4 separate regions of the Zea mays genome follow, and regions 2, 3 and 4 are each linked to region 1. A link is a contact called in public Hi-C data. All regions are on one chromosome and are shown on one strand. The core of a region is the stretch at or near the end of the contact, and the rest is flanking DNA. Distances in the headings are between cores, read along the strand shown.

Region 1 (7,243 bases), core at 1,476-3,975:
TTTATTGTAGATCTCCCTTTTCAATTGTTTTTACACTGGCTAGCTCATCTATTTTTACCTGTTAGACTAATTGTTTGTTCCCTTTGAGTTTCAGGCTCACAGACAGCATCACCAGCTTTTGCACAACTGCAATTTGCTAATCAAGCTGGAGGAACCAAAATAAAACCTTATTCTCAAACACCAGATGCTGACAGTGAGCTTAATTGATTTTGCACATTTCAATTTGATAATGTTGTGATTGAATAGAGCAATCAGCATCCTTGCATTGGGATAGGATAACAAGAAAGATTTGGGAGATCTGCTTTAGGAAATACCTTGTTTTTTAATACAATTACTTTTTGCTCTCTCACAAGTATAGACAAGTGGACAAGTGCAGTCTTGAATCCCATCCTAAACTACTTTCAATTCCTTGGAGATTATGCTCCATATATTATAGAATAGCTCTCTGCCAACCATGTAATTACTCTACCTATTTCTTTTACATTCGTATATGCTAAGCTGCATTTCCCTACTCCTAAAAAGGATCTGACTTATTTTGACTATCGATAACCACATCATTTTGCTCCTGTTTTTTTGGAAAATTCAGGAGGGAGACGAAGGGCGAGCTTAGTGATCTAGAGTCGGATCTAGTGGTGAAGGAGATTGGCAACGCTGGCTGCAGAGCTGATCGTGCCACCAACACAAGAGATCTAGGAGTTCTTCATCATCACCGACGCGGTCCAGGCCAAGCACTTCGCTTCCAGTAAGACTCCTCGCCAAGCTACCGACATGACTAGAAAATTTTAGTTTTATAGTGTGGTATCGTGGGGCATGTAGAAATTACTATCTTAATTACTCGATCTCTCACCGCACACAAGTTTCTTCTCTCCATGTTAATTTCGTGCGAGGACACTGTAAGCCTTTTCTTAATTTCCGAGTGTTTAGATATTTCTGCTTTTCAGGTGATTGCTGGCTCATTTCCATCTTTTCCACCTTCTGTGATATCAATTCCAATCCTTCTGTAGGTAAAAGGCTATGAGGAACTCAAGAAGAAGGTACAATCTATTGTGTCCAATGAAGAAATCAAGAGCATTGTCCTCCATATGGAGCTGAACGAGAAGCTACAGCAGCACAAGATACATCCCATGTTAATTTCGTGTGGACACTGTAAGCCTTTCCAAAATTTCCCAGTGCTCAGATATTTTTTGCTTTCTTGGTGATTACTAGCTCATTTTTACCTTTTCTACCTACTATGATATCAATTCCAATCCTTCTTCATGTAAAAGGTTGTGAGGAACTCAAGAAGAAGCTTCAGTCTATGGTGTCCGAAGAAATCATGAGCATTCTCCTCCATATTGGGTTGAACGAGAAGATGCAACAACACAAGATACATGGGCTTAAAGACAATGGGAACAACCGGTCAGCCATGTTGTGACTGAGAATTCTTTTCTACGAGGAATAGGAACAAAGGGACTATTAGATTAATATGGTTTCTATACACAATTAAGAACTGTAGTTAGGGTGATTGTTGGCAAAAAAAACTATGAGATACTAAGGCCGATAATAATATATGTTTCGATGATAATATATGTGTTTGTTACCATGTAATCGTTGTGCACTATCGTTTTGTTGAATAATTTGTATGTCGTTGCAACGCACGGGCATTTAACTAGTACATATATATGTTACCAAGCATTAATGGAAAAAATAATAACAATTAATATGGTAACGTTATTGGTAATTAAGTGGTGATTTTTAGATCACGTGGTGGGAAATTTGAAACATCGTTTAGCAAAGTTCTAAACAAGAATGGATATGGTTAAAAAAGAACTATGATGATAATATATTGTTCTGCTGCCAATAAAGAAAACTGTCACTATTGCCAGGAAGTTAGGAGTGGTTTAATTTAATTCGGTTTACAGGCAGACGACAAAGACTTGTATCTTCATTAATTTCCAGATATAAGTCTATAGTAGCGTCGCCTGAGATATGAATATTGAATGAATATCATGGAAAATCAAAATGTTAATTATCTTGATTATTTCTCTCCGTCGACCAACACAACAATTAGCAACGAAAACCACGAATGCGAATTCAGCAGCCGTTGCCGAAAAAATCAGCGCGATCGACAGCCCTCCATTTTCCATGCTGACATGCTAATGGTAAACGACAAGCTCGACCATCTCCTCACGTTCGAGACGAACTTTCCCCTCATCTCACCTCCCATCCGATCACTTTGGTTTAGATGTCGATGGGACAACCGATATTACACGCCATTCTTCGCCACAGCACTCGCCAGTTGCTCTACACCGTTCTTGTTCATGCCATGCATTGCATCCCTGATCCCTCCGGCAGCCGAAGACCCAAAGTCGCTCTGGCATGTGCGCGAGTGGTTATGCCGTCGTCCCACACATCGCGCCGACATAAATGTGTCTCGATCAACTATTCTCATCATCGTTCCCCCGTCGACGTGATGGAGGGGGAAGGGAACACGCACGTCGCAGCATCGACCAGCGCCAGTGCCGCACCGGCACCGCGCGGCGCGGCCCTGGTGGCTCACCACACCGGCCCCACGGTGAACTGTGTTGGGCTCGTCCCCCCTGCACTCTCCAAGTCCCAGCTAGCACTGCACAGCTAGTGCCTGCCCGCTCACCACCTGATTGTCCTGAAAGCGTGGACGCGAGGCCGTGCGCGCGCGCAACCGGTACGCATTTAACTGGGTAGCAGGCGACTACGCGCCACTCTGCCGGCTCTGCCCCGCTATATAAGCTCACATAGAACTCCGTCTTCTTCGTCCAGGTCCATCGCTCCAGCCTCCAGAGGAGCAGCGTCACTACGTACTACTTGGCTGTAGCTAGTTAGCTACTGCACTCCCGCTTAGCCCGACATGGGGAGGGCGCCGAGGGGTGTGTGGAACATGGAGCTTCTGGGGCTTGCCGTCTTGGTGGTTCTTGCGGTGGTCGCCGAGACGCGGTCCTTGGAGAAGCAGAATCTGTGCGGTGGGTGTGGGGTTGGTGGCGGGGGAGGATATGGCGGAGGCGGTGGCGGTGGCGGTGACCTTGGGCTTGGTGGTGGCCTTGGGCACGGTGTAGGGGTTGGAATTGGGATTGGAGGAGGGAATGGTGGGGGTGCAGGTGGTGGAGGCGGCCTCGGTGGTGGAGCTGGAGGTGGCTTAGGCGGAGGCGGAGGGCTTGGTGGCGGTGGAGGAGGTGGTTATGGCGGAGGTGCTGGCGGAGGCGGCGGCCTTGGGGGTGGTTCCGGTGGAGGTCTCGGCGGTGGTGAAGGCGGAGGAGGCGGGCTTGGTGGTGGTGCCGGTGGAGGCGGTGGTCTTGGTGGCGGAGGAGGAGCTGGTGGGGGAGCAGGTGCGGGTGGCGGCTCTGGCGGAGGCGCCGGTGCAGGAGGTGGCGCTGGAGGCGGCTATGGCGGAGGTGCCGGTGCAGGAGGCGGCTATGGTGGAGGAGCTGGTGGTGGATACGGTGGAGGTGCAGGAGGTGGCGCCGGAGGCGGCTACGGCGGAGGAGCTGGTGGTGGTGCCGGTGGTGGCTACGGCGGAGGCGCTGGTGGAGGCTACGGTGGTGGTGCAGGTGCTGGCTCTGGCGGCGGCGGTGGTTATGGTGCTGGTGGCGGAGGTGGAGGTGGCATCGGCGGCGGTGTCTGAATCAGCGTCTCACATGCATGCATGGTGGTGCAAGCTGCAAGCAGAAGCAAGTGCTCGAACTCGCTCGGTATTCCCTTCGCAGGGGTGCGTGGACGTGGAGTCGAGCTATACCGATCGATATCCGGGATCATACTCTCTGCGTAGCGAATAGCGATCATAGTAATAACAGAATAAGGATGCTGCAATACGTCTAATCAGTCATCATTATACGATGGTTTATACGGTATATATACACTGCGTTGGTAGCAAGCTGAAAGATTACTTTGTATCGTACTATTTTAATTATATTTTGTGGAGATAAAGAAATTATTATGAGCTACATGGAGTTCATGCTTGCTTAATGCTTGCTGTATGTATGTACTATGTGCTACAAAGTGAAAAGGCCGTTGCAAATGTAATGGTACAGGCGTACAGCCAAATAAATGTGAAGATAGGCTGGACGACACAACAGAAAGGACCTTCGACATATTACTACAGCTAGCAATTACATGCACGAATTTTCAAGGACAGGATCATCTGTCGATGTCCTATCGCAACTAATCGACTGCTCATGTTCATTCGATTGATCGATTACTGATAGTAGCCTGCCGGGAGCCACTGCTTCGCCGTTGATGAAGTCTTGGACGCCACTTTGGTAGCGTTGGGTTCTAAAGTAGGGTGAGATTAGAGATGTCAATGGGACCCGATACCCGTCAACCCATGGGGAATTCCCCTATTAGGGTACGGGTATGGGACGGAAATTGTCCCATGGGTATGGATATGGGACAAAATCTTCACTCATTGGGTAAACGGGTATGGGTTTGGGAAGCAATAATCCGAACCCGATTACCCATGGGTATTTCATACGTGTACACCTGTCGTGTTTGTATGAATGAGTTGAGGCCGAGCCAACCACCAAGCCCAGCATGACAGTGCACCAGGCCCCAGGTCCTAGCCCAACAAGGCAACTAGTAGACTAGTAAAAAACAAAACCCTAAAATAACCAGCCATATGCTACGCCCTGCCCAGACGACGGTGACGACCATGGATTCTCAGGCGCCAACGAACTCAGATGGTGACGAAGGAAGGCGAGAAAACTCCATTTCTCCATTTCTTCTATCGGTCCCGAAGTACTTATGTCTTTTCTGATGGATGGATGAATGGATCATGGTTCATGGATGAGTGCTTGTCGTTGTAGTGATGTCTGAAATCTAGATTGTTTGTGCTACATGTTAGTACCTAGTTATCCCTTAATTGGGGATGGGGACCCATTGGGGACCCGAAACCCGAATGGGGATGGGTATGGGATGAGTTTTGTACCCATGATGGGTATGGGGACGGGTATGGGGATGGATCAAACATGATGGGGATGGGTATGGGATGCTATAACCAGGTGGGGAATTCCCTATTGACATCTCTAGGTGAGATAAAGTTGTTCCGTTCTTAATTTGTTGTTGTAGATCAATTCTACGTAAAACGAAGTGATTCTAAAAATTAAAAATTATGTTTATATATTGAACTATTTAACTTTACAAAATATCTTAGATAGGACCGCTCTTAAAGACGTAGCCCTGACTCTGAAAACAAACGCTACCATTATATGGGCTACAGTTAATCGTTTTTTGTTTGTTCTTGGGCCTTTGTTCTTTAATTTCTGGCCCAACCAAGATACATACATGAGATTATTGTTGTTGCTCTCGGTTACCATCTGACGCAAATGTAAAGACACAAGCCGTATACGGATGTTTCTTATTATAATTATTTCTTTCGTTCGCTCTTCCTTTATTGATTTTCATATTTATTTATCTTTCTATTTATTTTATATTTTATGTGTTTTTCTATAAATTTTCTTATTTTTAGTACGTTAATCTTTATTTTGTTTCGTTCTAATTATCTTTTTTTTTGTTTTAGATCCTTTTTTATATCGTAAGATATGTATGATGTTTTATTAGTATTTTGAAATGTTGAGGTAGTATAAATAGGATGTTCCACAATTATCTTTAAATTTCACATAATACATGGTATATATCCTATATCATATTTTGTTTACTCAGATATTATCATATGATTTTTTTAGTTTTTTCACCTTTGTTACTCAGATATTAGTTTATTTTTATTTTATTTTAAATTTTTCTCATATTCAGTGAGATATAAGTTATGTTGTATGATATCTCTACTACTATAAAGAATATAAGGGGGTAGGCTGCTGCCCCGTTCTGCCCTCCCCCGTCTGTTACTGTTCCGCCCGCATAAAAAAATTGCTATACCACAACTCAGGGCCACCCCGTTCTGCCCTCCCCCGTCTGTTACTGTTCCGCCCGCATAAAAAATTTGCTACACCACAGCTCAGGGATCAAAACATGGATGCCTTGAGCATAACGCCTAGGCTCCCACCCACTAGCCAACTCGACTCATGTTGGATTACATTCAACCTCAACTACGATATCTAGGTAATGAGGTAATTCATGTTTAGTTTTTCATTTGGTGACCCTGGTATGTATAATGTTTTACCCACCCTGGTATTTTTAACAACTTACACACTTGCAGGTGATAGACTATTGCATAAATTTAATAAAATCTCAAGATCATCTAAAGTGTCGATCTGGAGGTTGTGTCCACATAGAAAATGTTTTTCAGTTCAACTTTCTAAAGCGAGATGGTGATGTTGAAACTAAAACAGATGAGCTATATCCAATTAAAGGCATGTCACAAATATGTAGTGTTGGATGAAGGGTTTTACTTTACCTAGACCATGACACGGTAAATATGAGTTTGAAATTTACACGGTTACTGTTTGCATGTATTTTATTTTTATGCAATATTTATAATTGTTTTGTAGGTGTATCCAATTAAAGACATGTCACAAATATGTAGTGCCTCCTTGTCTCCCTCTCCTCCTGCGGTGACAGCTTCCTCGAGGAGATGAGCGCGCCGCCCCCATGATCGGCCTACCTTCGCCGCCCCCGCGTGCACCACCACCATCGGGTGGGAGAGGCAGTAACGACTCGCCCGAGAACAACCCCCGGTGGGAGGGGCAGCTATGACTCGCCCGAGACAAAGCCAAAACGGGACAGGCAGCCACGACTCTTCCTAGGCCACTCTCAGGCGGGAGACACAGTCACGACTCTTCCGAGGCCAAGCCCAGGCGAGATAGGCAGTATCGACTCGCCTGAGGTCATCCGCGGGCGGGACAGACAATCACTACTCGCCCGAGGCCAACCCCCTGGGTGGGATACACAGTTACGACTCGCCCGAGGCCAACCCCGGTGGGATACAAAGTTACAACTCGCCCGAGGCCAAGCCAAGACAGAATAAGCAGTCTGCCCGAGGCAACCCTCGGGTCAGAGAGGCAGTCACGACTCGCCCGAGGCCAAGCCCAGGCAGGATAGGCAGCCACGACTAGCCCGAGGCCATCCTCTAGTGAGACAGGCAGTCACGACACGCCAGAAGCCAACCCCTGATGGGAGACACAATCACGACTCACCTGAGACCAAGCCCTGGTTGGACAGTCAGCCACGACTCGCTTGAGGCCATCATCGGGTGGGATAGGCAGACACGACTTGCCCGAGGACAACCCTGGGTGGGAGTAGTCACGACTCGTCCGTGGCCATCCTCAAGCGGGACAGG
Region 2 (7,006 bases), core at 2,078-4,577, 190 kb after region 1:
AGTGGGCCAATGGGCTGGGTTGGGCTGGCCCAAACACTAAACCGGGCCGCGCTAATTTATTTTCATTTTATTTTATGGTATTTTGAATAAACACGGATTATCGAAACGCTAATTATTTCCCGAAATAAAAATGCTCCTGCGGAACTCGTCTGTGCAAAGGCAGAGCGAGCCGGTGCTCGGTCGGACAGAGCGAAGGATTATCCGTACTAGGAATTTGATTTGTTTAGCGTCGCTCGGAAATTAATTCCTCCTGCCCAATTAGGAATAAAATGAATTGAGACCAATCGGCTTCAGATTCGTGATCGAGATAAAGCGAGTTGGATTAATAAAAATCGTTGCCGATGGATTTTCGAATTTCGGACCGAACACAGAGGTATTAAGCCGAGTCGGATAAGAATTTATTTGAGGACAGCGCATTGGAGATTCCGCTTTGAAATTTTCTTGTGCAAAATTTTAGAAACAGATGTTTCTCTCAAACTTTTGGTCGGCTTGGATTTTTAGTCGGAGAAGGCGAATCGTGATATTTAAAAAGCACTGTCGAAGCAGGTTTTGAGTTTGGTTCGGACACAGAGATATTTGGCCAAGTCGGATAATAATTAATTAGATATCGACACACTAAGTATTTCGTTTGCGAGTATGGATCCGGATAAAATAGTCGGACATTGATCAAAGTTCGAGGAATTGGTCTCGGGCTCAGAGCAAATAACAGCCGTCGAGAGTTTGATTTAAAGAGCTTCAGACGAGATTAATAATTCGAGAATGATCTTCGAGTCTGCATTAGTTCCGAGAATTAAAAGTTTTAACACGCTCCAAAATTGGCTGTTTCTCGCGATCGATTAACTCTGAATTCGGTGAACTTCCGAGAGAAAGCCTGATAAACAGAGATAGGCACGATCGAGAAATAGAAATTTTTACTAAGTATCCGAGATTAGGATTAATCTCCCGACATAACGCGAAATAGACACATGAGGTGTCACACCCTTTTTCTACTAGTGTTCCCACCGCGGGGGCACGTATTGGCAGGGTCGAACATCTTCATGGCTCCAATCATCGATGAGAACCCTTCGACCAATTCCCCGGGTTCTCTAGTGCATGTAGAACTCCACGGTTTAGGATTTAGAGCACCACATGCTGATGTTTCTTGCGTCGGCGAAGACACTGCCGTGGAGCCGCCTCGCACCCTAGGTCGGCTTCACCACGACACTGTTGCCGGTGATTTTTACCTACCTTAATTAATCCGCCTTGTCCTCCGCCTGGATTAGCACTGTCTAGTATCACGTTGGTTCACCGGTGTGCGAGTTCGTGCTCACCGGCATGGTTCACCGGTGTGCGAGTTCGTGCTCACCGCTCACCGGCATTAGCGCCACCGCAAAACAGGGCAAATGGCCAGACCTCCGCGCGAGGAAGAAAACGAGTCTGCACCCGTAAGATCCGTGATGAACGATCATTATTAGACGGGAGGATAATGTTTCGGTGTTTTAGAACTGATCCGTTGATCTAGGATCGAAGGGATCTGATTCGATCACGCATAAGCCGGTCATCTTGTTAAATAACCTTTGGAGTTTTTGAGATTTAACACGCAGTCCAGTACTCCAGTGTAGTAATAAGGGCTAGTTTGACAACACTATTTTCCTATGAGATTTCCAATTTCCTAAGAGAAAATAAACTAGTTTCCTTTGGGAAAACGAAAAACCCTCGAGAAAATAGGGTTTCCAAACTAGCCCTAAACTATTAAATTTAGGCTTTGAAATTTTGCACAGGGTTTTAGAAACCAAATCCGTCATCCAGGAGAGTTTGACAACTTAGACCTTGTTCGGTTATTCCCAGTATATATGGATTAGATGAGATTAGAAAAATTTTAGAAAAACTTTGACTTGCTTAGGATTTAAACACATCCAATCTCACTCAATCCACATTGATTGAGAGCTAACCGAACAAGCCCTTAATTAAAAGTTAATGTTTAATTTTAGACTTTTCATTGGTAAGCCTTATTTTACACTTTTTTCCTACACGCTTGTTGAGTACCCACCGGTGTAATCACCCTTGCTATAATCATTATTCAGATTATGAACATGTACCGCTAGAGGAAGATTATTACAATAAATTTGGAGAGATTTAGGCAGCCGTAGTGCCTATGTAGAGAAGTTATCTTCGTCAAGTTTATTTTATTTAGTTATTTTTGTAAATACATTTTATTATTATAATAAATTTTTGTGATATTGGATACTGTACACCGAGTTATCATATGTGTGAGACTTGATCCCGACACACATATGAGATGCATATAGATTTTATAACGTGCTCTTCGTCTTGCTCTCGTCTAGTATAAATGTAACACATAAATATCTTTATTATATTACCAATAACAAAATACAATTATATTTTATATAAAATCAAATTAACTTAATTGATCTGCACCTAAATTATGATTATTAGAATGGAATTCAATTCAAAGGATCTAGACGAGGTCTAAGATAGTTGGAAATGATTAAAAGAGTTTAAATTTCTAGAGAGTTAAAATTTCTTTCAATCTTCTCTATTCCCATGAAACATGGAGTAATCGAACAAGGCTATAAGGCTATTCCTGGTGGATAGTTTCATTGCACTATTTTCAAAAATATCACGTCGATTTTTATCTATAAAAATAGTGTATCATGAGTTTTATGCCGACGAAACTCTCTCACTTTCTATAAAAATCTCTCTATATTTCTCCTTATTAAAATGTTTTGCCATGTTTTACCATGTTATCATCCTTACTGTGACGAACTATTTAATCAAGATGAAACTTACAATGAAATCCTCACTAGGAACTAGGAATAAGGGCCGTAGATGGCGTGTAGGTCCTCTATATTAAGGTCTTCAGTCTGAAAAGTCGAAACAAACAATGGTATAGTTATCAAAAAGGTAGAAGCTCAGAAAAATTAAGTTTATATTAGAAACTGAAAAACCTAATTGTATGCGCTTTCTATAGCTTTTTGAGTTTAGCAAACTAATTAAAAAATATTATTACCTTCTCATGATAAAAAAAAAACTCAGCAACAGTTTTTCAGAAAAACTAGAGCTACATCTCAAACAAACATTGCTTGAACGAATAGCTTTTTGAGTGTACATGAAATGTTCAAACCTTTTCACAAAACAAAGACTTTCTGAAATTCTATCTTTTCCGAGAATATTGCAGAGAAAACAAATTTTCTTTTCTCGCTTCGAAGGATCAATCAAATGATAATCATACTCGTATATCGGAGCCACAGTGTGGCCTCCACCACAGCCCCGTGGGCCATGCTACACAATTCACCCTGCAAGCTCCCCTATCCACAGCTCACACTCTCTCTGTCACAGTCATCAACGAACTGACAGCGCACCACTACCAACAAACCCTAATCATTCCCCTCTCCACCAGCGACCGCATCTAGCGGACCAACGCAGCCCAAGCAGCAGGCGCCCAGCAGCGGCATTGCAGGTTGCAGCAAAGCGAGAGAGAGAGAGAGAGAGAGAGAGTGAGAGAGCTCACGAGCCTCCGGCCTCCCTTACCCCCCTCATGCGCCGCAAGAAGCACTTGGACCGGGTTGGGGGCGGCGGCGGAGGTGGCACGGAGCTCTTCATTTGCTTCACCTCGCGTTCCTCCGCTGCCTCAGCCACTTCCGTCGCCGGCGTCAGCGCGCACTCTTCCCTCCGCCCCTCCAGCTCCTCCAAGCTCCTCAGCCCCGGCCGCGGCAGTGCCAGCGCAAGCGGAGCTGAGGCAGTGCCGGCCCCGCCTCTGCACCCCTCACTCAGCCGCCGCCTCCGCAACAGCGGCAGCCTCAAGGGCGGCCAGTCCCCAATGTTCCCCTCCGGGTCCACCGGCGGTGGCCGCCGCGGCCGGGGCGGATTCGAACCTGCCGAACCCTCGTCTCCCAAGGTCACCTGCATCGGCCAGGTCCGCGTCAAGGGCGGTAAGCGCAAGCCCAAGCACGCCTCCGCCGCCGCGCTGCGCTCCCGCTCCAGGCGCGGCGGAGGCGGGAGCGCAGAGGCCAGCTTCCGCCGCGCTGGCGACGACCGGGAAGGACCCCAGGGCAAGAACCAGGGCTGGGTGCACCAGATCCCGGTCAACATCTGCGAGGCACTCAAGACATTTGGCTCCTGCGGGGGCCGCTCTCTCTGCTCATCGTCTCGGCCTGGCGAAGCCGGCGAGTGGGGTGCGCTGTCCACCGACGCACACCGTGGTAAGAAGCGGGGGCAGCGCGCTCCTGCTGGGGGTAGCTGGCTGTGCGGTGCTGCTGTGGCGAGGTGCCTCCTGGCGATCCAGGAGGAGGAGGACGACGACGAGGTCGGCAAGGGAGCCGCGGTTGTGCCGGCAGAAGAGATGAGGGCATCGGACGGGTGGGATGTCGAGGAGGAGAAGACTGTGATGGTAGGGGAAGTGGAGGTGGAGAAGAAAGATGAGATCTTGGTGGTGGGGAAGGAAGAAGAGGGGAGGGTGAGCGTCTGCATCCCCCCGAGGAATGCACTGCTGCTAATGCGCTGCCGGTCAGACCCAGTTCGCATGGCTGCTCTTGCCACCCGCTTCTGCGGGTCTCCAGCTGCAGCTACCGTGGAACAGGTGGATAATGAGGTGTCTGGGTGCCTCAACGACAATGAGGAAGAGGGGAAAGAGGAAGCTGGGGCTGAGGCTGAGCCAGTGGAGTGCAAAGACGAAGCTCACGGTTCAGTTGTTTCTGTCACAGACTTGAAATGTGAAGAGTGTGGTTGTGATGAAAATGGTGGCGCTGAAACAGATGAGATAGATCAAGCAAAAACAGAAGCTGAAGAGAGTTCTAAATGTGGAGATCTAATGGAAGAAAAGGAGGATGCATCCTGCAGAGATCTAGTAGGAGTAGAGGAAGCACAAATTGTTCGGAAAAATGCTGGGTTGGAGGTTTCTTTGGGTGAAGTTACAGAGACGGAAAACCAAGGGCTGGACATGGTGGTCAGTGAGGAAGAAGTTCCAGCACAAGAGGAAGTTGAAGATAAGATGAAGGGGAGGAGGTCAATCAGCAGTTATTCTCCCTCAGCAGCTCTGAAGGAGGACCGCACCAAATTGCGACGGTGGAGTAGCAGGAGGCGTGGTAACACTAGCAGCAGGGCCTCATCGTCCAGTGATAGGGTTGGCAGGCGGCACAGCTTCTCGGCCGAGACAGAGGCACGGCGTTCTAGCTTCTCGAGCTTCAAGGATTCAAGGAGAGCTAGTTTCACCATTGATAGAGATGGCCGGAGGTGGAGCTTCTCGATTGAACAGGAGCATCTCGTTGCGGAGCCTAAGGTGCTGATGGCATCCAGAAAGGGGAAGAAGACTTCTTCTGAGCCAGAGTCAGAGAAAGATTGTGTTGTTGTTGCTCCAAACAGTGTAGAGGAAGGACAAGAATCCTGTGATGATGGAAAGGAAGAAGAAACTACCGAGAATGCAGAGGGAGAAGGAAAAACACATTATTCGGAAATCAACCAAGAAGTAGAGAAAGTAGAAACTAGAGCAGAAGAGTGTGAAGGTGGGGCCGGACCAGTGATACAGAGGAGGAAGAAGAGTGGCGAGTTACCAGATTGCCTCATGTTGATGATGTATGAGCCAAAGCTCTCCATGGAGGTCTCCAAGGAGACATGGGTCTGCAGCACTGACTTCGTCCATTGGAAGTCTTACCAGGGCAAGAATAACTACAACCACAGGCAACAGAAGGCTTTTGCTACTGGAACAGTGGAGACTGTAAAAAAGGAGAATGCTGATGGCAGCACCGTTGTGAAAGATGTACAAGAGAGCAAAGATCCATCGACGGTGAACTCAGCTGTGCCCATGCCATGTCCAGTTGTCCAGAATACACTGGCACTCAAACCAGCAACAACAGAACAGACGCCGAAGCTGGAGTTGCCGCCGGTCACCAATGCGGCAGCCTACGCCCCGTTCGTTCTGAAAAGGTGCAAGTCAGAGCCGATGCGATCATCAGCACGGTTGGCACCCGATGCTTGCTTCTGGAAGGACCGCCATCTGCCACTGAACGCAACTGGAGTCGGGTTCTGATCCCTGCCAGACAGCTGCTGGAATGTGATGCGTAGTTAGGTAGTGAGTGATTGAGTTTGTGAGCCTGTTGTGCAATAGTAGCGAGTGGTTCTTCGATTGTGCTTTGTGCTGTTATGTGATGTCTGGACAGCACCAAATAATAGCATGTTGTTAAGTTACTATATGAGATAGGTTCTTTGATATTGATTTGTGCTGTTATGTGATGCTTTGTAACATCTAGACACATGCAGCCACTAGACAGAGCCTCAGAATCTCGTCCAATATGTGGCTCTGGATAACACCAGCTTAAATACTGCACCTTTTGATGTGTAGGTAAAGATGTGTAATATTTAATGGAGTTGTGTCATGCTTAAGCTTAGTAATTGATATATTTCAACCACCCTGCAACTTTCACTTGGTAATTTCAGCAGTATAATATGCAAATTGCAAAACTTAAGGGGCTGAGTTTTCTGAAAATGTAGTTCCCAGTAAGGTCTTTGTTCAATTTGAACGAGATCGGAAGGAATTAGGAGAGATTTTGACTTAACTCAATCTCGTCCAATCCACCTGGACTGAGATTAAAATATATAAGTCTTAAATGAGGTAATATTTTCGGAACTTAGGAATACATGCATTGCATAAGCATTATTCGCTAGAGCACAGAAATGAAAATTTCGTTACTGTAGTTGAGAAAAACTTCATATTTGCCATGCCCCATAAAATCATTTCCAAGACTTGTACATAAACTATTTTCTCTACTTAATCTAATGGTGCTCCGGCCCCCTCAACTAGAAAAAGAAAAGAATACTTGAGTAACTCATCTAGCCTTATTTCGCTCTGTTCCAATTTATAATTCGTTTAACTTTTTTACACTAAGTTTAATTGACTTATCTTATTTAAAAAATATAATTATTATTAATTTTATTGTGTTATCGTTTAGCATTAAATACACTTTAAGTATAGCTCTGAATTTTTCATCTTTTTGCAAAAATGTTTGAATAA
Region 3 (7,209 bases), core at 4,018-6,517, 220 kb after region 1:
TTGCACAATGTGTAATAGTAGATAAGTATCACTGAGATTATTAAATTATATTTTTGGATTGAGGGAGTAGTATTTAAAGAAGAGTCTTGCATGCAATTTCTTTTGTTTGAATAATGTTTTCAACTTAAATACTTTTTTTGCATGTGTAACATTTATTCTCCATAATATTTTTCCATGGATCTAACTTATAAATTATTTTCATAAACCAATGCCAAAGATGAATCCGTGTTTCTTACTTGGAAACCCCGAACAAACACCACTAGCACGAGGCGCTCGCATTGGCGTCGCTCACCGACGACGAGAAGAAACTTGGCGACTGCCAGTTCGAACTCTGGAAGCAGTCCTACATGGCCCATGCGCCGCTGTGCACGGCAAGCTCCGGCGCAGCCGCCGCTTGGACGTGGTCCAGAGCGGCTGCACCGCGCTGTCCATCGTCAAACATGGGGACCTCATGTCGTCGCCAATGTCGACGACTCTCGGATTGTTCTGGGCATCGCAACCTACGACGACGCCATCACGTCGTCTAGCTCATCATCCACCTGAAGCCTAACCTGCCGCGTAAGTCGCTACTGACCGACCATGAATTCTTGTGCGCTGGAATGATGACCATTGTTGTTGTTGTGTGAGTGTCCTCGAACAAGATGTATGTAGAGGAGTAGCACATCCGGTGGTGCAACGACCAGGTGTACTACCTCGCTGATGAGCCCGGGGTGCACTTCATTTGGCAGCCCAGCCAAGAGTGGTCGGTACTCACCATATCGCGCGCGTTCGACGACTATTATATCAAGGATTGTGGCGTCATCTCGACACCGGAGGTGAGCAGAGGTGGACCGACAACAATGACCACTCGCCATCGTCGGGTACCTTTTGTGTCGGCCTGCCTTTAATTCTCTTTGCAAACACACACTTGCATTTTTTGTTTAAGCAAGCGTGTATGGTGGTGCGTGCCTGATGACTAACGATGTACGACGGAACTTTTACCGGCAGGTGTGGCACGTGCTCTCCAATAATGAGACCATGCAAATCATGACATATATCGAAGTCTGCATGATACTGATGGTTGCAATGTAGTAGTGAAACAACTAAATTAAAATAACAAAATTTATGTATGGCTAGGATCACAAATGGATTATGAAATATTTTCTTATAACAATATAAGACACATTTTGTATATAAGTTATCATGATATTATATGTTCTCGTTGCAACGCACGGGTACTGACCTAGTAAAATATTGATGAGCTGACTTCAAGACTGTTTGGATATGTATGTGTAGTATCCGAACCGAACAGCAAGCGATCGCAACGAGATAAATGCAGAACCCAAACCAAATCAGAGGAAAACAGAAAGATATGTGGCATGGAACGATTTGTCTCCACTTTTTTTTCACCAATATTCAGATGAACGTAGCAAGTTACATCCAAAGTAAAGTAAGCAGGGGAGGACTGGAGGAGAAGAGAGCGGAATAGAGTTCGTGAATCGTGAGAGGGAGGTAGAACAGGTGAAACAATTAACGACGTGCTCAACTTCCTTCCCAAGCCAGCTTAAGGCCCTGTTTGGGAGAGCTTTACTTCGAGAATTTCAATTTCGTTTGAACTTCTTCAACCCAAACAGGTCCAGCTCCACGAGCTTTAGTTTTTAAAAAAATCGAAACTAGAGGCACGTTTCATGAAATTCATGAAGCTCCCTAGAGGGTGCTTCAAAAACACTGTTTTTATATCTCCTCATGAAGCTGTACGAAAATTACCCACCATGCCACTGGTTACGCAACATACAACTTCCGTTCTCTCTAGCGACAACCCACTAATCATCAAGGGTAATCAAGGAAACTCACACAAATCAATTGTACTATAGAAGTTGGAGTCCATATACAAACCAAACGCTCCTGGAACTCACCTTAACAATTTGCTAGAGCTGTTTTATAGTGAAACTGGAAAACCAAAGCTAAAGTTTTTGAAGCAAAGCTCTCTCAAACCGGCCCTAAATATACTCTGTACTTCCCGTCGTAGAGCTGGGCCGATGGGCCGTATACCCTACTCCTTCCCGCGCATCTCAACTGGGCCTCCTTCAATCGTTCCCGCCGTCTTGCACTGTGTCTGTGTCACGCCCGGCACGGCGCCAGGGCACTGGGATATGACACTGCCCCCGGCTGAAGATGCATCGTGCCCCCATGCATGTTGCTGCATAAGGTAAGGAAACCTCAATCTTAACACATGATAATCTTCGCAAGTTGTAGTTGCATCATGAAGTCCTGTCCAAAGATACACGAGCTTGAACGGTTTCTGCGTCGCCTCGTTTAACCAGGTTAAACGGCGTTCGTGAATCTTGATAGATCTTTTCAATCCGGTACTGTCAAGCAAATCACTGAAGACCAGTGATCAGGCGTTCATGAAACGGTGAAACATGGAAAAACCGGATGAAAATTACTTGAACTCGGTAGCTCTAGTTTGTAAGCAACAACACCTATCTTCTCCAGCACTTTTATAGGGACCAAAAAAAAACCCTGTAAGCCAATTTGTGGCAGTGCCGGTTGACCACCAAGATTTGAGAGTAAGGTTGAAGCTTTAACAGAACCATTTTCTATTTTTCTCCTACGGAAAAGCTGTGTTCAGTACGATGTGCAGCTGCATACAACTTCATACGATTTTGAGCCTTGCATAAATTCTTCCAGCCAGAATTGTCGTTCCTTAACATGATCCACCACTTCCAAGTCATCAGACAAAGCCAAAGAAGGAAATAAACATAGGGAAGGCTGAAGCGTCCTCATCCTTTGGTAAGTGTTTTTTTTTTGTTCAAGATTGACTTCCCCTGTATGCTGTATGGCTGACATGACATGCCGCTTGTAACCCAGCTTTCATCATGTCCCCTCACTGCACAACAGGTATTATTAATTGTAGTAGTTTATTATTGTCAGTCCATTAGTTGCTTGGAACACCGTATGGAGTCCATTTGTTGGAACCCTGTTAACCCTAATCATTGATGAGTGCTAGTTTGAATCGAACAATTTTATACTTTTATTCCAAGCAAAGGGTTCTGGTGCCTTGCATGTGATACGAAACACTGCCTGCAGCTCAAATTCTCTGACAGTGGAAGCTTGTTTTTTTTCCCAAACCATGGTTGCACATGCTCCTCGTTCAAAGAATAAAACAAGATGATTGATGAGTGCAGGCATGTGCCATGAAGAACTCAGTTCTGGCCATGGTATCCGTGCACTACTGTGATCTTCGAACATCTGTGAATGGCGCAGGAAAATGTTGTGCTGGTCTCAATAAAATGGTGACACGGTTTATCAGTTTGCATTGCGGCAGGCCTGTCGGTTTTGTTTGTTTGTTTGTTCGGAGACAGACAATAAGAGCAAGATTAGCTGGCGTTCTTTTTACAACCAACACTAGTGGTAGCTCCTCCCTGGATCGCGGTGATGGTTTCTGTTGCTGATACATGAATGATTTGATTGTGCTATGCTATGCAATTATCGATCCATCATGGTCCGTGGCCGCAGCATCGCGTTTTGGGACAGGTGGAAAGCACGGGGGATCCATGATTTCGTTTGGGTGACTCGCATTTGGTGGTGGCCGCTTCTGAGCTGGCTCCCCAGTTCTTTTGCGACTCCCCCGCCTTGAATAACGTTGTGTTTCAACTGTAGAAAGGTGCGGTTTTATAGTATAGTGCTGAGTCACACCGTTTTAAATTTGACCATACGAAAACATGTTACCATTGATGATACCAAACGAGTGTCGTCGTTCGTCATGGAATCCTGTTCGCTGTAGTTTTACGCCGGTGCGGCTAGCTAGGGGCTCTTTTAGTTCATGTAGGCAAGTATTTGATACAGCGAATGAAAAGAGGGGCTACAAGCAGTTACGGTCTAAAGTAGATTTAAACCATAACTTTAGCTTGATTAATTGGAAAATACTATTGTATTCTGCAATCTTTTATAAATGGATCTATTCTATTTTATAAATTTGATCAAATCTTAGATAGCTCGACTAAAAAATAGATATAACAGGTGCAGCAGTTGTCTTGTCTCTACGTACACGTACGTAGGCTGTTTCTGGACCATATGCTTGCCATTAGCTGGTTGTTGGTAATCAGCAGACATGCGATCTTTTGTACTACCTCCATCTTTTTATTTTGACGTGAAACAATATAAAAAAAACTACAAACGTCAGATAAAAAAAATATGGAGCGAGTATGAGTGTATGACCTAACCCTCCCTTCGACTATTTGGGTGCCAGATTTGTCAGAAACAGTCCTGTTCTGTGAAATAAACCTGTCCATCAACATGGCTCAATGTGGCATCTGATCTGACAGGCGTTGCCTCGCGGAGTCGAGAGAGAGCTAAGCCTTGTGGGCTTGTGGCAGGCACGTACGCGGGCAGGCCGCCAGAGCCCAGAGGATGCTGCCACCCATAGCATTTTGCCGGGGAAAAGGCACGGTGATGCAAACTGGCAGTGGCGCCCAAATAATGAGGTATCGCGGCGCAAGATCCAGGCACCAATTCGTGTGGACTGGATCGATCAGAACCAGATTCATCATCCACGGGGGGATTGGTGCCGATAAGTCGCTTGACGCAGCCTGCTGCCTCTGCACCGGCCTGTGAAGCACGCACGTCGTACATGAGGAAGAAAGGAAAGGGCGATGAAGTGCCCGTCATATGGCAGGCATCATCGGATGACCTGGTGACTTGGTTTTGGTACCTGGTTTGGCATGAATACCTTCGCCTCGCCCCTTCCGGGAGCTGGTAAATGTGCCGCCTTTGAGAGGTTCCGTCGAGCAGGTGTGGTGCATGTGGGATGGCTTGGCGCGAGCAGCAGCAGCAGCTTCACAGGCCTCTCAACGCGAGCAGCAGCAGCAGCTGTTGATGCCTGAGTCCTGACGCGGTCCTCTTCCATTGCTTGAACCGCTTTTCAAACGACCGGAGGACAGCCTACGTACGTGCAGGACTGCCGCAGAGGGGAGCTGGGGGGGCGGCACTGACTGCCATGCCACGCGAGAGAGTGCCGCCACCACATGTTGCATGCAGAGGCAGAGAGCCACCAACAAGAGAAGCGGTCGGAGAGGGGCGGCACGTCTTTCTAGTGTTTTCCTTTCCGTGGACGCGACACTCGCCACAGGACACGCACCCAGCACGGCGCGCCAGTACCGCAGGAGGCAGTGCAGCTGCACTGCACTGCACTATCACAGCAGCGCGCCGGGACGGCCGGCCGGCCGGCCGGTCTCGTCGCGCGAACGCCGTTTGCCGCGGTCCACGGTTCTCTTTCTCTTCCAGCCGGCTGGCTGATCGGTCGACCACGCGGAATAATTGCGTTGCCCAGAACCTACGTGGACGTGTGGTGTGGTGGTGACAGACAGGGTGGGCGCATTATTTGAACGTCAGCCGTCAGGGACAGACAGGTTGGTGACTGTTGAGCAGTTGAGGTGAGATTATATATTCAGATGCAACAGGACCATTCGGTCTGTGCTCGTCGGTCGATCTTCGCACCGGACTGCGTAGGAGACACGCTGGTGCACGATGATACGCGAAGACTGCCGGTACTGCGTACACGCTGAATATGTACTCCCTATTTTATTTATGGGGTAGATCGGCAGTGGTCACGTGTGGTTGTGTACGCTCAAACACCAAAAAAAACAAAGGTATGATGATGCCACGGGCGTAAATACCGGTATGGTGCGCGTCGCCAAGGCCCGCCCAAGGCCAACCGCAGGTCACGAAAAAGTGTCGGATCTTTTCTGTCTCTCACTCCAATGGCGTGCAACTGGGAGAGAAGCGACGGACTTGGCTCTGGATCATCCATATGTGATATGTGTTTCTGCATTGCATGCTACATTGGCAATGGACGACCGTTGCCGCGTACTACTTGTTGCTCGACGCTATCATGGCACCGTTGAGGCTTTGCTCGCTCTCTCAGGGACCTGACCCAACCAATCGAGTGCACTGACGTTTTACTGTGGTTTCTAGATGCTCGGTCGTTTTCTAACATGTGGAAGGCGTGCAAGCCACCATGTTCGCGTAGACTGAGTGCATTGAAGCCAGTTATAGGTCGTCCGTAAACTCTGATCTAATTGGATTTTCTACTGCATAGAAACTTGCTAAACATGTTTTTCGAGTTGTTTTCTGCTGCTCTAACACCACTCCCTCCCTATATACGAGGACCACAGTCCATTGAGGTATCTAACACAACGTGTTCCTCGTAGATGGATCTTTTTAGGAGTCTACCGGCGAAAAGAATGAGAACAACAATAGCTTAATTGGTCTCTAAATCGGTTTCGTCGGTTGCTACGTTCCTCATTGCGTTCAAGGACATGTCCACCCACTAGTACAAAGAATCTCTATCGTGGCGGTTGGAAACCTATATACAATGGCGTTTTTTTTTAACCTCTAGTATTAGTGGCTAGTAGAAATAATTTTTCACATGCAGAGAATTTAGAACCGTCAGTGGAAATTGATTTCTACTTGCGGTTCAGTTAAGACAACCACCAATATAAATAATTTCTAAAAAATATAAAATGAGTTCTTAAAATAGAAAAAAATTAGAGGAGACCTCGTCTGGCCGTCTTAGTCGAAGTTCTCGCGCTACCTCACCCTTGCGTGTGCCTTCTCTACCAGACCAACCATGACTTGGATTGTGTCTAGATAGTAGTTTTTCCCCCATATATTAGAACAAACCGAGTACAAATTGGTTGTTTGAGGCGGTCAACGAATTCAAACAAAAACACTAGTCAACTAGAAAATTTCATGACTTTTAGGGTTCTACAAGTTTTATTTTGGTATTTTCTCATCCGAGTTTGTTTGCAAAATTTGTATTTTATAATTTATCAAATGCAAATGCAATTTTGATAGCCCAAATGGTTTCAAATGAAAAGGTTGAAAACTACTAAAAATATAACTTTAGAGATCTACAACTTTTAGTTTGATGATTTTTTTCAAACGAGGTCATTTGAAAACTAAAAAATCGATTTCAAATTATTTCTGCTTGCAAGTTTAAAAGAAAACCGCCAAAAGAAAATGTGTATTTTCCTGGCAGTTCCTTTAAGAAACCGCAAGTGAAAATATAATTTCTTATGGCGATAATCGCCAATAAAAACATGTTTTCACTGACCGATTCTTTGGATCGGTCGGACCATTTTATTTCCTAATTTCTTCCCTGCTGCATGCATAGAGCTTTTTTCTACTAGTGAGAGTGAACGTGCTAGCCTTTGCTAGTGAGTGATC
Region 4 (7,019 bases), core at 188-2,687, 200 kb before region 1:
CGAGTGTAGTGTAGACGGTAGAATCACGCTGTGCGCTGGTGGCAGGCGAAACAAATGTCTGTGATCGTCGCCCATCAGGCAGCAGGCGAAACAAGGTCACGTCGAACGATAGGAGAAATGATTAAAGAAAGATATATTGTGTCCGTCTAGCAGGCTGCACGCGGCAGGATTTACATTCTAGTTCCTAATAATCTAATTAGAATTACTAATAGATCATACACGGAAAGTTAGGGCCCCAAATAAATGGGGGGCCTGTTCAGCCAAACAGGATGCACCGGCTTGTGCACGGGCCTGATGGTTGTCAACTCTACACCGATATTCCTATTCACCTAGCCAACTAAGCATATATATCTTTGTATTTTATATTCGACACTTAGAAAATATTTTGAAGCACACCGATTTTAAAAAAAACCAAATTCTGTCTCCCGTTTTTTAGAAACTGATTTATGAAAATAAGTTTGGTGGAGATGTTTGAAACTCAATTTCTAAGAAATCGGTTTCTAGTTTTTTCTATACACAATTATCAACATATCTTTTCTCTATTTTTATAAGTGGTGTCAATAGATGTAAATTCTATGAAATCAATGAGAGCGTGATGCAATTAAACAAACACAAGCTAGTTTTAGTTAGAGGAGAGTAGCTTCTTGGTTTTTAAGAACTTGAGAATTTATTTTCTATAAATCAGTTTTTTTAAAATTATGTGCTTCCAAACAACACCATAAATATAAATAGAAATCATAGCAACGTACTAGCAATAAGTAGAAACTATAGTAACCTACAAACACTTTACTATTTAACTTATAGCAAATGTAAATGGATTTATACACGGGAACGGAGGAGTACCCGACGCAAGACTGGTCATTGGATCTTTAAAAAAAAGAAGAATAAATAAAGAAAAAGGAAGCACAATCCCCGTCTTCAGCGGTTAGCTACAAGCCTACAAAGGCGAAAGTATCCGCATCCACTTCAGGCCCCAGCGCGAGCGCAATCCATTCCAGACCTGAACCCCTGCCGAGCCCCGATCCCCTAGTACCATCCCCATCACAGCCATCGTCATCGGCGCATCGCCTCGCGCGCAATATCCTTGGCTCCACGCCCCCCACTTTACATCCCCACTTCTTTATTGGAACAATTGGATCTATACCATTAAAAGATCCAAACTTTAGATATATACCATGGACCCCACGTGTTATTAACTCATGTGGACCCACATGTAAGTGAGATAGTAATGGTATAGATCTAAATTGGTGATCTTTTAATGGTATGGATCCAAATTTTTCTTCTTTATTTTATCCTCGTGAATCAATGAGCGCAGCGAGGAACGGTGAAGCAAAGCTAAGGTATCGGACGAACACATAGGGGGCGAGCGAGCCGACTGACGAGCACAAGACCGGCGGACGGGGCCGCCTAATCCAGTGAGAGCTCCCCCAAGCGCCATGGCGTCGGACAGTCGCCCCCCCAAGCGCTCCCCCTCCGCGCGACGCGTGGCGCCGCGTCACGCGCACCACCACCACTCGCAGTCGTCGGGCGGGAGCACGTCCCGCGCAGGCGCGGGAGGAGGTGGCGGGGGCGCTGCGGCCACGGAGTCGGTCTCCAAGGCCGTCGCTCAGTACAACCTAGACGCGCGGCTCCACGCGGTGTTCGAGCAGTCGGGCGCGTCGGGCCGCAGCTTCGACTACTCCCAGTCGCTGCGCGCGCCGCCCACGCCGTCCTCCGAGCAGCAGATCGCCGCCTACCTCTCACGCATCCAGCGCGGCGGCCACATCCAGCCCTTGGGCTGCACGCTCGCCGTCGCCGACGACTCCTCCTTCCGCCTCCTCGCCTTCTCTGAGAACGCCGCCGACCTGCTCGACCTGTCGCCGCACCACTCCGTTCCCTCGCTCGACTCCGTGGCGCTGCCCCCTGTTTCCCTTGGTGCCGACGCACGCCTCTACTTCTCCCCCTCGTCCGCGGTCCTGCTGGAGCGCGCCTTCGCCGCGCGCGAGATATCGCTGCTCAACCCGCTATGGATCCACTCCAGGGCCTCCTCCAAGCCGTTCTACGCCATCCTCCACCGCATCGACGTCGGCGTCGTCATCGACCTCGAGCCCGCACGCACCGAGGACCCCGCTCTCTCCATCGCCGGCGCAGTCCAGTCCCAGAAACTCGCGGTCCGCGCCATCTCCCGCCTCCAGGCGCTACCCGGCGGGGACGTCAAGCTCCTATGCGACACAGTCGTGGAGCATGTTCGCGAGCTCACTGGTTACGACCGTGTCATGGTGTACAAGTTCCATGAAGACGAGCACGGGGAAGTTGTCGCAGAGAGCCGGCGCGATAACCTTGAGCCTTACCTCGGATTGCATTATCCCGCCACAGATATCCCCCAGGCGTCGCGGTTCCTGTTCCAGCAGAACCGCGTGCGAATGATCGCAGACTGCCATGCCATCCCGGTGAGAGTCATACAAGATCCTGGGCTGTCGCAGCAGCTGTGTTTGGTAGGCTCCACGCTACGCGCTCCGCACGGGTGCCATGCACAGTACATGGCGAACATGGGGTCAATTGCGTCGCTTGTTATGGCAGTCATCATTAGCAGTGGTGGTGACGACGAGCGAACAGGTCGGGGTGCCATCTCCTCATCAATGAAGTTGTGGGGGTTAGTGGTGTGCCACCATACATCACCACGGTGTATCCCTTTTCCATTGAGGTATGCTTGCGAGTTTCTCATGCAGGCATTTGGGCTGCAGCTCAACATGGAGTTGCAGCTTGCGCACCAGCTGTCAGAGAAGCACATTTTGCGAACTCAGACGCTATTGTGTGACATGCTACTGCGAGATTCACCAGCTGGCATCATCACGCAGAGCCCCAGCGTCATGGACCTTGTGAAGTGCGATGGGGCTGCACTGTATTATCGTGGGAAGTACTACCCATTGGGTGTCACTCCCACCGAGTCTCAGATTAAGGATATTATCGAGTGGTTGACGGTGTGTCATGGGGACTCAACAGGGCTCAGCACAGATAGCCTTGCTGATGCAGGCTACCTTGGTGCTGTTGCATTAGGGGATGCTGTGTGTGGAATGGCGGTGGCTTATATAACACCAAGTGATTACTTGTTTTGGTTTAGGTCACACACAGCTAAAGAGATCAAATGGGGTGGCGCAAAACATCACCCTGAGGATAAGGATGATGGTCAGAGGATGCACCCACGGTCATCATTCAAGGCATTTCTTGAAGTGGTTAAAAGCAGAAGCCTGTCCTGGGAGAATGCAGAAATGGACGCAATACATTCCTTGCAGCTCATATTGCGTGACTCCTTCAGAGATGCTGCAGAGGGCACTAGCAACTCAAAAGCCATTGTCAATGGACAACGTCAACTTGGGGAGCTAGAATTGCGGGGGATAAATGAGCTTAGCTCTGTAGCAAGAGAGATGGTTCGATTGATAGAGACAGCAACAGTACCCATATTTGCAGTAGATACTGATGGATGCATAAATGGGTGGAATGCAAAGATTGCCGAGTTGACAGGCCTTTCAGTTGAGGAGGCAATGGGCAAATCTCTGGTAAATGATCTTATCTTCAAGGAATGTGATGATATAGTCGAAAAGCTACTCTCGCGAGCTTTAAGAGGTATTCCATTTTCATTTCTTATATGGATGCTATTGCTTTTATATTATGTTTTGTGAGAAGTGCTGTTGAGGAAAATATTATCTGTTCTTGGTTGTATCTCTTAAGGTATATGACATAAACAAAAAGTGTATGGACACGATGTATACATGTTTATTACACCAAGTATTGAAATTTGTGGTATATATACTCCTGGAAAATGTATATTTGAAGGAGCTGAGCCTAGGTCAGTTGGTTGATAGTGTGGATGTACGCCTAGACCCACATCCCCCAAGTTCAAGTCATTGTCGAGGCTAATTTGTGCATGCATCTTCTTAATTTAAAAGCCCTCCTATGTCAGTCAAGTTTTTTTTAAATAGATATACCCAGTTTCTTAGCCACACTTCTTTTTGTGCACAATTATATAGAAAATGGAGACAAACTAGCAACTACCGTCAAATTTACTCAATCATTTTCACAGTGTTTTTTAGAAACTGGTGCTTATAATTAGCAGATAGGAATGCTCATGTGTGAAAAGTAAGCATATGAGACTTATACCAGAGGTTGTGTTAGCTACTCACAGGAGTACATTGTTTATCCCCCAGGACTATTTTGACCTACTTACCAATGCATGTAGCTAAGCTAAGCTAGCTTTGATGGATGTTCAACTGGGGAGTGCTAATTTGTGAAGTTGCTTCCCATACAGGTGAGGAAGACAAAAATGTGGAGATAAAGCTGAAGACATTTGGGTCAGAGCAATCTAAGGGTGCAATATTTGTTATTGTCAATGCTTGTTCCAGCAGAGATTACACACAAAATATTGTTGGTGTCTGTTTTGTTGGACAAGATGTTACAGGACAAAAGGTGGTCATGGATAAATTTATCAACATACAAGGGGACTACAAAGCTATTGTACACAATCCTAATCCTCTGCTACCCCCAATTTTCGCATCAGATGAGAACACTTCTTGTTCAGAATGGAACACAGCCATGGAAAAACTTACAGGATGGTCTAGAGAGGAAGTTGTCGGTAAGTTTCTTATTGGAGAAGTGTTTGGAAATTGTTGCCGACTCAAGGGCCCAGATGCATTGACAAAGTTCATGGTTGTCATTCACAATGCTATAGAAGGACATGATTCTGAGAAGTTCCCTTTTTCATTTTTCGACAAGAATGGAAAGTATGTGCAGGCCTTATTGACGGCCAACACAAGGAGCAAAATGGATGGTAAATCTATTGGAGCCTTTTGTTTCTTGCAGATTGCAAGCGCTGAAATACAGCAGGCATTTGAGATTCAGAGACAACAAGAAAAGAAGTGTTATGCAAGGATGAAAGAATTGGCCTATATTTGCCAGGAGATAAAGAATCCTCTTAGTGGCATCCGGTTTACCAACTCTCTATTGCAGATGACTGATTTAAATGATGACCAGAGGCAGTTCCTTGAAACTAGCTCTGCTTGTGAGAAACAGATGTCCAAGATTGTTAAGGATGCCAGTCTCAAAAGTATTGAGGATGGGTCAGCATTCTAAGCTTTACCCTTATGCTCGCCCATTCTCGAATATTTGCATTGAATATTTACATTTGATCATTCATATTCGTTTAACTTGAGCCTGGAGTAGCCTTAATCTAAATTTTAGTTGGTGCTAATCTTGACTGGTAGATACAGAATTGAAGTAGGAATTAAAGTTCATCAGTCATTAGACTGTCACAGTTTGTTCTACTGTCTTTGCAGTTCTTTAAATAAATATCCCCTTGAACCTAAGTTATTGCCTACATTAGACGAAGATCCTTGTTTTCTGTACTACCCTTTAAGACACTTTTGTTATTACCCCTTATGGTACTTGTGCTCTTGCTCGGACGATATTTGAAACTGTGTAAGATCAGCAACATTTGCCAACATATATTTTAGTTATATGTTGCAAATATGAAGGCAGTTCAGATTTCTGTACTTTCAAAGATGCATTGGTGTTTTAGAAGCTTCAGCTTATCCTACTGTAGTACTGTGCTTAAAAGACTCCTATGGGTTTCCATCTTTTTATTGGAAACGAAGTACCATATTATTGTACTGTACAGTGACTGGCGTGCGTCTGGCTGATTGTGTACATCATTATGGTTGTAACTGTCTAATGGTTGACGATATGGCTACTAAACCAGGACCAAGCCAAAATTTGATGGTTTTCACAGTTCCCAGTGGAATTTGGTGAATCTGGTGTCTTTTTCTCTATTTTTTTCAAGTATAGCTAATAGCGTGGATATTAAACAAGTACATATAATAATGCCTGCATATGCTGAATCGTTGAAATTGTGTAAAAATGTCAACTTCTGTACAAACAAAAAACAGTGCATAGTGGGTGTTTTCTGCTTACCAATGTTAGCATACTGATTACTACCAGGATTGTGAACCTTTGTGCTTCAAATGCTATGTCATGATTTTTTGTTAGAATTAAAGGAATATCCCTGTGAACTGATAACCTTACCACATTTTAGGAGGATGTCACCAAAGTTTAAGCAGCTTTGTCTAACATATCTCTGCCTGTAGTTTTGTTTGAGGAGCTTCATAAATTATTTGGAGATGCTGTATTTCATTTGCTTGCACCGAAACTCAAATCTTTTCTGGTTGATTTTTATACACTTGATCAGGTCCATCTGTCTTATCTATCAATAATGACTGTGCATAGATTTTACCCCAGAAAATGGCTAACTTTTTTTTTGCACCACGGGCGAACTGAAAATTACAAAAGTGACTAACTTTGGCTTGTTCAACATAATACTTGATTCTCATCTGGTATAGCTACTTACACAATCTTATAGTATTACTGTCACTTTATTTGCTTGACTTAATTTCATTTAGGTTCATTGGTTCAGTGTTTACACTGTAGATAATAGCATTTTTCACTTCTTTGTAACCTAAGACATAAGTTTGAATGTTGCTGTATTTTCCACAATTGGTAATTGAAAATTTGTTGATCTGTTTCTCTTTATGTAACAGCTCTTTGGTGCTTGAGAAAAGTGAGTTTTCTCTTGGAGACGTTATGAATGCTGTTGTCAGCCAAACAATGTCATTGTTGAGGGAGAGGGATTTACAACTTATTCGAGATATCCCTGATGAAATCAAGGATGCATCAGCATATGGTGATCAATTTAGAATCCAACAAGTTTTGGCTGACTTCTTGCTAAGCATGGCACAGTCTGCTCCATCCGAGAATGGCTGGGTAGAAATACAAGTCAGACCAAATGTAAAACAGAATTATGACGGAACAGATACAGAGCTTTTCATCTTCAGGTTAGCAGCTTGCTCTTTTTCTATTATAATTTGTCTAAAATATTTTTTTGTTTCTTCAAGGAATATGTGTTGTTGAATTTTGGTAGAAGACAAGTAACATGAATTACTTCAACGTTGAGCTGGTTGTTCACATGTGGTGTGATACCTTTCAAATATACG

The links. Hi-C and Micro-C count contacts between places; a contact is called where the count stands out from the background.
Region 2: a Hi-C map of leaf shows a contact between it and region 1, with 6 times the contacts expected there. The contact joins the enhancer-like site here to the promoter of LOC103639216 in region 1. A contact is called at or near these places in 2 of 25 Hi-C or Micro-C datasets (ear and leaf).
Region 3: a contact with region 1 is called in a Hi-C map of ear, with 3 times the contacts expected there. The contact joins the promoter of LOC103639212 here to the promoter of LOC103639216 in region 1. A contact is called at or near these places in 3 of 25 Hi-C or Micro-C datasets (ear, leaf and tassel).
Region 4: a contact with region 1 is called in a Hi-C map of leaf, with 6 times the contacts expected there. The contact joins the promoter of LOC100381811 here to the promoter of LOC103639216 in region 1. A contact is called at or near these places in 3 of 25 Hi-C or Micro-C datasets (ear, leaf and tassel).

What each region holds. Positions count from the first base shown.
Region 1 is chr9:140,820,782-140,828,024 of Zm-B73-REFERENCE-NAM-5.0, reverse strand. LOC103639216 reads left to right here and starts at 2,725. Exons shown (of 1, transcript XM_008661987.4): 1 at 2,725-3,978. The coding sequence starts at 3,195. The coding sequence ends at 3,788.
Region 2 is chr9:140,632,067-140,639,072 of Zm-B73-REFERENCE-NAM-5.0, reverse strand. No RefSeq gene overlaps it. Among protein-coding and RNA genes, the nearest start is that of LOC103639212, 27 kb to the right of the region's middle. Within about 2 kb of position 3,327, at least 20 of the 20 cell types and tissues checked have an H3K27ac peak or open chromatin away from gene starts, as enhancers often do. A contact at or near this core is called in ear and leaf, where this site is marked.
Region 3 is chr9:140,606,211-140,613,419 of Zm-B73-REFERENCE-NAM-5.0, reverse strand. It overlaps LOC103639212, which reads right to left and starts at 5,267. Exons shown (of 2, transcript XM_008661984.4): 1 at 4,694-5,267; 2 at 4,102-4,590. The coding sequence starts at 4,888. The coding sequence ends at 4,237.
Region 4 is chr9:141,022,987-141,030,005 of Zm-B73-REFERENCE-NAM-5.0, reverse strand. It overlaps LOC100381811 (phytochromeB2), which reads left to right and starts at 1,437. Exons shown (of 4, transcript NM_001174606.1): 1 at 1,437-3,603; 2 at 4,286-5,093; 3 at 6,567-6,860. The coding sequence starts at 1,437.